Regions from separate parts of the Mus musculus genome. Here region 1 is linked to region 2. A link is a contact called in public promoter capture Hi-C data. All regions are on one chromosome and are shown on one strand. The core of a region is the stretch at or near the end of the contact, and the rest is flanking DNA. Distances in the headings are between cores, read along the strand shown.

The links. Capture Hi-C pulls out chosen DNA fragments and counts their contacts.
Region 1: a promoter capture Hi-C map of liver shows a contact between it and region 2. The contact joins the promoter of Tgtp2 here to the promoter of Irgm1 in region 2. A contact is called at or near these places in 9 of 39 promoter capture datasets (the C10 cell line, the HPC-7 cell line, cranial neural crest and 6 more), 1 of 15 datasets of contacts at CTCF or cohesin (the NIH/3T3 cell line), 3 of 484 Hi-C or Micro-C datasets (B cells, bone marrow-derived macrophages and embryonic fibroblasts), 11 of 115 datasets of contacts at active chromatin or transcription factors (the 230-238 cell line, CD8 T cells, the HPC-7 cell line and 7 more) and 3 of 9 other capture datasets (adipose tissue, liver and pancreatic islet).

Annotation. Positions count from the first base shown.
Region 1 is chr11:49,062,731-49,066,213 of GRCm38.p6, reverse strand. It overlaps Tgtp2 (T cell specific GTPase 2), which reads left to right and starts at 2,002. Exons shown (of 2, transcript NM_001145164.1): 1 at 2,002-2,251.
Region 2 is chr11:48,869,529-48,873,059 of GRCm38.p6, reverse strand. It overlaps Irgm1 (immunity-related GTPase family M member 1), which reads left to right and starts at 1,640. Exons shown (of 3, transcript NM_008326.2): 1 at 1,640-1,966.

The sequences.
Region 1 (3,483 bases), core at 753-3,252, 190 kb before region 2:
ACAATAATTATAAATATCAAGTAAAGCACTCAGTCTCACTGTTTGTTCTTCTCTTGCAAGCCACCTCCCAAATTGATTGTCTACTTCTTTTGGCTGTATAAATAATTTTGAAATATGTCAGCTATTCTAAAAACCATAGTATAGTATAAAAACATCAAATAAACAATCCTATCGACAGAGAGGCTAAGATAGGAAAAGCATGATTTCAAGACCATTATGTAGTACACAGAAGATATTGTTACCTACAAATAAGCAGAAAGTGTATATGGATTGTACAATATTGGACATATTTCTCCAATACCAAATTAGAGAGACCAGTGGATGACATGCAACAAATTTCTTTTTTTTTTCTTTTTTTTTTTATTACGTATTTTCCTGAATTACATTTCCAATGCTATCCCAAAAGTCCCACACTCCCCTACCCACCCATTCCCATTTTTTGGCCCTGGCGTTCCCCTGTACTGGGGCATATAAAGTTTGACTGACCAATGGGCCTCTCTTTCCAGTGATGGCCAACTAGGCCATCTTTTGATACATATGCAGCTAGAGTCAAGAGCTCTGGGGTACTGGTTAGTTCATAATGTTGTTCCACCGATAGGGTTGCAGATCTCTTTAGCTCCTTGGATACTTTCTCTGGCTCCTCAATTGGGGGCCCTGTGATCCATCCAATAGTTGACTGTGAGCATCCACTTCTGTGTTTGCTAGGCCCCGGCCTAGTCTCACAAGAGACAACTATATTACAGTACTTGCAACAAAGGCTTGTTAGTGTATGCAATGGTGTCATCGTTTAGAGGCTAATTATGGGATGGATCCCTGGATATGGCAGTCTCTAGATGGTCCATCCTTTTGTCTCAGCTCCAAACTTTGTCTCTGTAACTCCTTTCATGGGTGATTGTTTCTAATTATAAGAAGGAGCAAAGTGTCCACACTTTGGTCATCGTTCTTCTTCAGTTTCATGTGTTTTGCATAGTGTACCTTATATCTCACTATACTAAGTTTCTGGGCTAATATCCAATTATCAGTGAGTACATTTCATTTGAGTTCTTTTGTGATTGGGTTACCTCACTCAGGATGATGCCCTCCAGGTCCAACCATTTGCCTAGGAATTTCATAAATTCATTCTTTTTAATGGCTGAGTAGTACTCCATTGTGTAAATGTACCACATTTTTTTGTATCCATTCCTCTGTTGAGGAGCATCTGGGTTCTTTCCAGCTTCTGGCTATTATAAACAAGGCTGCTATGAACATAGTAGAGCATGTGTCCTTCTTACCGGTTGGGACATCTTCTGGATATATGCCCAGGAGAGGTATTGCGGTATCCTCCGGTAGTACTATGTCCAATTTTCTGAGGAACCACCAGACTGATTTCCAGAGTGGATGTACAAGCCTGCAATCCCACCAACAATGGAGGAGTGTTCCTCTTTCTCCACATCCTCGCCAGCATCAGCATCTCCCCTCTCCCCTCTTCCCTCTCCTCTCCTCTCATCTCCCTTCTCCTCTCATCTCCCTTCTCCTCCCCTCTCCCCTTTCCTTTCATCTCCTCTCTCCTATCTTCTCTCCTCTCTGTTCTCTCCTCTGTCCTCTCTCCTTTTGCTTCTCCTCTCTCCTTTCTCCCCTTTCTCCTCTCCCCTTCTACCCTACAATCTACCGCCCTATTCACTCTCTTTCTTTCCCCCTAGCCCCCTGTTCCCTTTCATCTCTTCCCAACTACCCTTCCCATGCCCTAAATAAACTCTATTCTATTTCTGTGACTAGTGCCTCCCCTGGAGAAAATGCCTCACCAGGGGCCCACAGAGGCATCCTCACTACCACCACCCCCCAAACACACACACCATACTGCACCTCTATCAAACATATTCCTGGTTGTTTCTTTTTATAAAACACAATATAGTTGACATTTGATTCCTACAAGCTAGCCATTTCCAGGAATCGAAACCGAAACCTACTCTGATTACAGCCCCCCTCTTTGGTGGTTTAGATAAATAGGGCTCAGATCCTGGCAGAAAAGTGTAGAGAGCAAGGGCTGTGTGTGGACCAGTAAGGACAAAGAAACTCAGGGAGATCCAACTGTCCATCCCACGGTCTCCTCCTTTCTATGTGCAGTTCTTCCTGGGACACCAGAACTCCACACCTCATGTCCTCTCTTCATAAACATCCTGAATCTGAATTCAGTTTTAGATAAAGACGTTCCCTAAGAGGAAAGCCATCACAGAAGTGTTATTGCCACCAGATCAAGGTCACCACTGCTGAGGTAAGTGAAGGGCGTCTAGCTTCAGCTTGTTTGATAATCCAAGATGTGTGATAGCATGAGGAGTGCTGTCCTGACACCAGGAAAGGAGAGCTCAGGTTTGTACTCAGGGAGGATCCTGGGCACAGGAGTATCTTTCAATGGCCATTTTTTGGACCACAGAACATCCCAAAGCAGAGGAGACAACCCCTACCTTCCACCTGTGTTTTGTGGACCATGCTTGTCTTCTGGAGCAGTCAAGCTTGGAGAAAGATGCCAGGTTGGGATACTCAGATGCCCTTGGAGTCCATGCTGTAGGCTCTTCATTTGTCCCATGGAGATAAAGTCCCAGATCAGAAACAGCCACAGACAAGCTCTGGCAGATCATGTTAGGGCCTCTAGTTTTCAAAAGATTCCTCTGCCCTCTGTCACCTGTTACATAGAAGGGCCTTTTTGTAGTTCTTTCTGTTTCTCTCTTGCAGTGTGCAAAACAATTTGCTTTATGCATTCTGGACTTTCACTATAGTATGAATTCAGCAGTTTCTTTTTCTTTTTTTTTTTTTTTCATGACCCCAAAATATTTATTTTTAATTGGTTGGCACTGTAAGATTGTAGGAAACTACCAAGCCAGAATTTGGTGTCTAAAAACTATTTACAAACCTTAGCAACCATATTTCATATTTTTACCAAGTTAACAGAAAAACCTTGAATTGATATTTCACTTAGACATCATAAAGTATTCCCTAATTACATTGAATGATATTGACAAAAGTGGATGGAATAGATAGAAAATAAATGACTATATCACACAGTACATTAAAAATTGAAACATATCAAATGTTTTAAAAGGTTCAGTTGATTTGAAAAGAAAATGTAATCATTTCTCTAAGCCAAAGGAAACCAGAAGTAAATATCATTAAAATGGGTATATTTAAAATCTTCTTACAAATTCTTTTTAATCAGAAATATCTGAATAATAAGAAATGGAGGAAAATGTTTGTAAGACAGTCTAATAAGGCTAATAAGGTCGTCTTACACAAAAAAAAACCACTTCTAATCTAGTGAGAAAACCACCTACACACACCTGTCTCTAGCCACTTGTGAGCATGTATGCACGACACGCAGGTACTCTGTGGCTCTTTTCCTCCAGCCAGGCATTAATGACAGAGATCCTCACAGGGTTCCTCTTGCCCGCTTTAAGCTTTTCTCTTTTTTTTTTTTAATTAGGTATTTTCCTTGTTTACATTTTCAATGCT
Region 2 (3,531 bases), core at 391-2,890:
TTTTAGCTCCAGCACTCAGGAAGCAGATGCAGGTAAACTCCGTAAGTTCAAGGCCAGCCTGGTCTACACAGAGAGTAGGTTAGGGAAGCCAAAGATTCTCGGCCAGTGACATTTTTAAGGACAGACCGCCTGTGTTCTGATTATTGACTGTGTACACACAGCATCCTGCCCTGAGGAATCTTTACCTGACACCCAGTTATAACAAACCCTGCTGTGCCCAGCCTCAGTTCCTCCGCAGGAGCAAGAGCCTGAGAGAACTAACTCTGAGCTCAAGGGAGACCCTGGCCCTGGGGAAACACAAAGTGCTGAGTTGAAATGCTGGCTCACTGAGACAGAAGGTTCCAGAAACTCTCTTCCTGGCCTTCCTGTACTGTGCTCAGACCTGTTCCTGTTTGTTCTTATAGAAATCACATAAAGAAAGCAGGACATACAGATTGTCCAGTCTCTCAAAGACAGACATTGAAACTAGCCTGCTTTCTCCTCAGGCTTTGAGGAGAAGCTGAGGGCTTAGAGGAATCAAACAAGGACAGATCCTGGCTATCACTCAAGGCCTCCAGTTCATTAAACAACAGCTCACACTTGTTCCTCTTCTCAGCAACTCAGTCTTTTCCGGTAAGGAGAAAGAGAAAGCCACCAGCGCCGGTAGAGGATCACATTACTGGTCACTTGGAGGGGTGACAAAGGGCTCCTTGTGACCAGAGGATCACATTGCCCAAACCTCTGGGCAATACTGAGCCTGTAATGGGCAGAAGTAGAGTTTGGAACACTGGTTAGTGCCTGTGTGAGGAGCCGCCTCATTCCTCCTGGCCCAATCTGTCTCCCTCTCGCAGTGACTATGGAACAGGCTCAGCTCTGCCCCTCTTTGCTGTGCAGTAAGAACTCACCGGTAGGTACAGAAGAGCAGCAGAGAGAATAACAGCCGCCCGACACTCTGAAAGCTACTTGGCTCCTCTTCGCTGCCCCCTCTGTCACTGTGACCGTGGCCGGTTGCTTTAAAAAAAAAAAATTCTGTTTTTCTTCATGAAAACGTTACACAGGGGTCAGTGCTTCTATGCCATGGTCAAAGCGTCCAGCCCCTGCGTTTACTCTCTAATAATCTACCTCCTAGATCTGAGGAAAATGAAGTATGTCCCCTCTCAGCTCATACCCTCTTCCCTCTCAAACACTAACGAGGACAAGAACCCGATTCTCGACTCCCTGGTGCTCTGACATTCTCCTTTATATAGAGAGGTGTGATTAATCAAGTGAGCCGGCAAACGGGGTAAACGATCATACAGAACAAGGTCTCAGTGCAGCCTCCAAGCTCGGGGTGGCCTGAGGTTGCTGGGTCTGGAGGTTAGCATTGCCCAGGGCCAGCATCTCCACAGGTGGTATCCACGGAAAGAAGTAGCAGGTTCAGACACTGGAAGGTCTGACGCGGGGCTGGCTGTTAAAGTCCCTAAACAGACACAACTCCAACCCCAACGCCCCCACCCTCCACTTCCACCACCACCTCCAATCCCTCATCCCGACCCCTGTTGACGGTGAGTCAGCACAGCAGGGTTCTGCTCCTCTTTGAAGACTACTATGCAGCCCGCCCAGCCTAATCCTGAAAACTAGCCTGTTTCAAGAAATAGAAACCGAAACTGATTCTCAATTCGAGTCCGTCCCCCCCCCGCTCCCCCGCTGGGCCCAGGCAGGCATATCTCCGGTCTAGAAAGTGCAGGACAAAAAGCAAGGTCTGCTCGAAGACCAGAAGCTGAAAGAAAATCCACGCGATCAGACCTCCTCTTGGTTCGTCTCCTCTCAGAAGGACTCCAGACCTCTGCATCTCATCTCTCAACATCCGGGTCTATATTCCAGTTTTGGATCTCTACATAGGGAACTTCTGCCGGAGGACAGCAACGTTTTTGTCCTAGGAAGAAAGGGGTGACGTTCCAGGAAGGCCACTAACATCGAATCACACATAATAACTCCTCTGGATCAGGTAAGTAAAAGTCTCTTAAATGTAGCTTGGCCACCCCCAATCTAATATGAATCCCCCAATATAATATGAACGGTAAAACCGTGAAAACAGGTCATGTGACCTTGGGGTCTGGTTTCTTTTGCTCAGGCAGTGTCCACAGCAGAGCCTCACTTTGACTGTCTAGTACCACACAGCCCTGCTGTATCTTTGCTGTTCAGATATATCTAAACCACCAGCCTGGAGGCAAATGCGTACCTCACCTTATTTCTGGCCTTGTGGTTCTTCTAATGCTGGCTAAATTTGAAGGAGGGCAGAGCGTGCCAACCCATATTCTCTTGGAATTTAAGATAGCGTCTCTTCATAGCTCCACAAAATAAACGCCCAGGATTAGAATGGACCACAGGCAATATCTAGGATACATGAAAAAAATAGGGGGGGGGGGAGGTTTGTTTCTTATCTGGACTACCCATGGAATAGGAATCTCAGAGTAGGTTTTGAGTATAAGGTATCATAGTGACCTTTTTGTCTGACTCCATTAAAATGTTTTATTTGCATTGGAGAAAGTGTCTCTGTTTAAGGAACCACCTCCTTCACTAGTCTGTAAGTTTATAGTTAATGAGATGGGAGCTTTTCAAATACCATCTTCCCAGAGCATGTGGGTTCAGTACTGTCCCCATTCACCGTGAGCAAGTTTATCACACTTTCCAAAGATAAATAAATATCAGAGGGAATTGTGTGGTCCCTGCTACCTTTCATGCAGCTATGGGCAAGTGTGTGCGAGCATGCTCTCCGTTCTGTGTCGGTTGCGAGACTCGAAAGACATTTCCTCACGGGTCTCATCCTCTTTCCCAGATTGACAGCCACAAGGATCTATATTCTTCTTTGGGGATCTTCGCCCCTGTGCAGAGAGGTGAAATAGGAGTATAATCTGGTCATGATCCTCAAAAAAGGAAGTGGAGGGTCACTTGAATCCCAGAAAGAATTCTAAGGGCTCTTTGTAAATACTGGGTTGGAGTTCTGAGGCACGGTATCCCAAGGCTGTCCACACCAACATTCCTGTGTGGCTCCTGGAGGATCCTGCAGCTTCATACAGTTATCCATGCCCTTTCCCAGTCTGCTTGTAATGTATGGACTTCAGCAGCCCTCCTGAGAGTTACTGGCTCCTGCGTGCAGCTGTGACCTGCACCATCCCGGGTGTGCAGGCAGGTCCAGGGTCCAGCACCGGGTGCTCTCGGGTGTGCAGGCAGGTGGGAAGTCTCCATCTACAGTCACAGTTACATAAATAGTTCTGAGAAAGCATGGTTTGCTCTCATCTTCTACTCTGGTGAGTGGAACTCAGTTAAGTAAAACCAATACAGAACTAGACCCTGGCTAATGATAGGTGAGATGGAGGGGAGAGAATTGCCTTGAGGACAAGACACTACTGAATGTCACACAGCTTCTTGTCTGTGTACCCCGTCTCTGCACCCCATTACAGAATGTTTTCAACCCCTGAAGTTTGTCCAGCTTCATCCCCCTGGCTTCCAGCCAGCTTTGTCTCAGACTTTATCACCAGCCCACTCTGGTGCCTATACACCCAGCTCAGG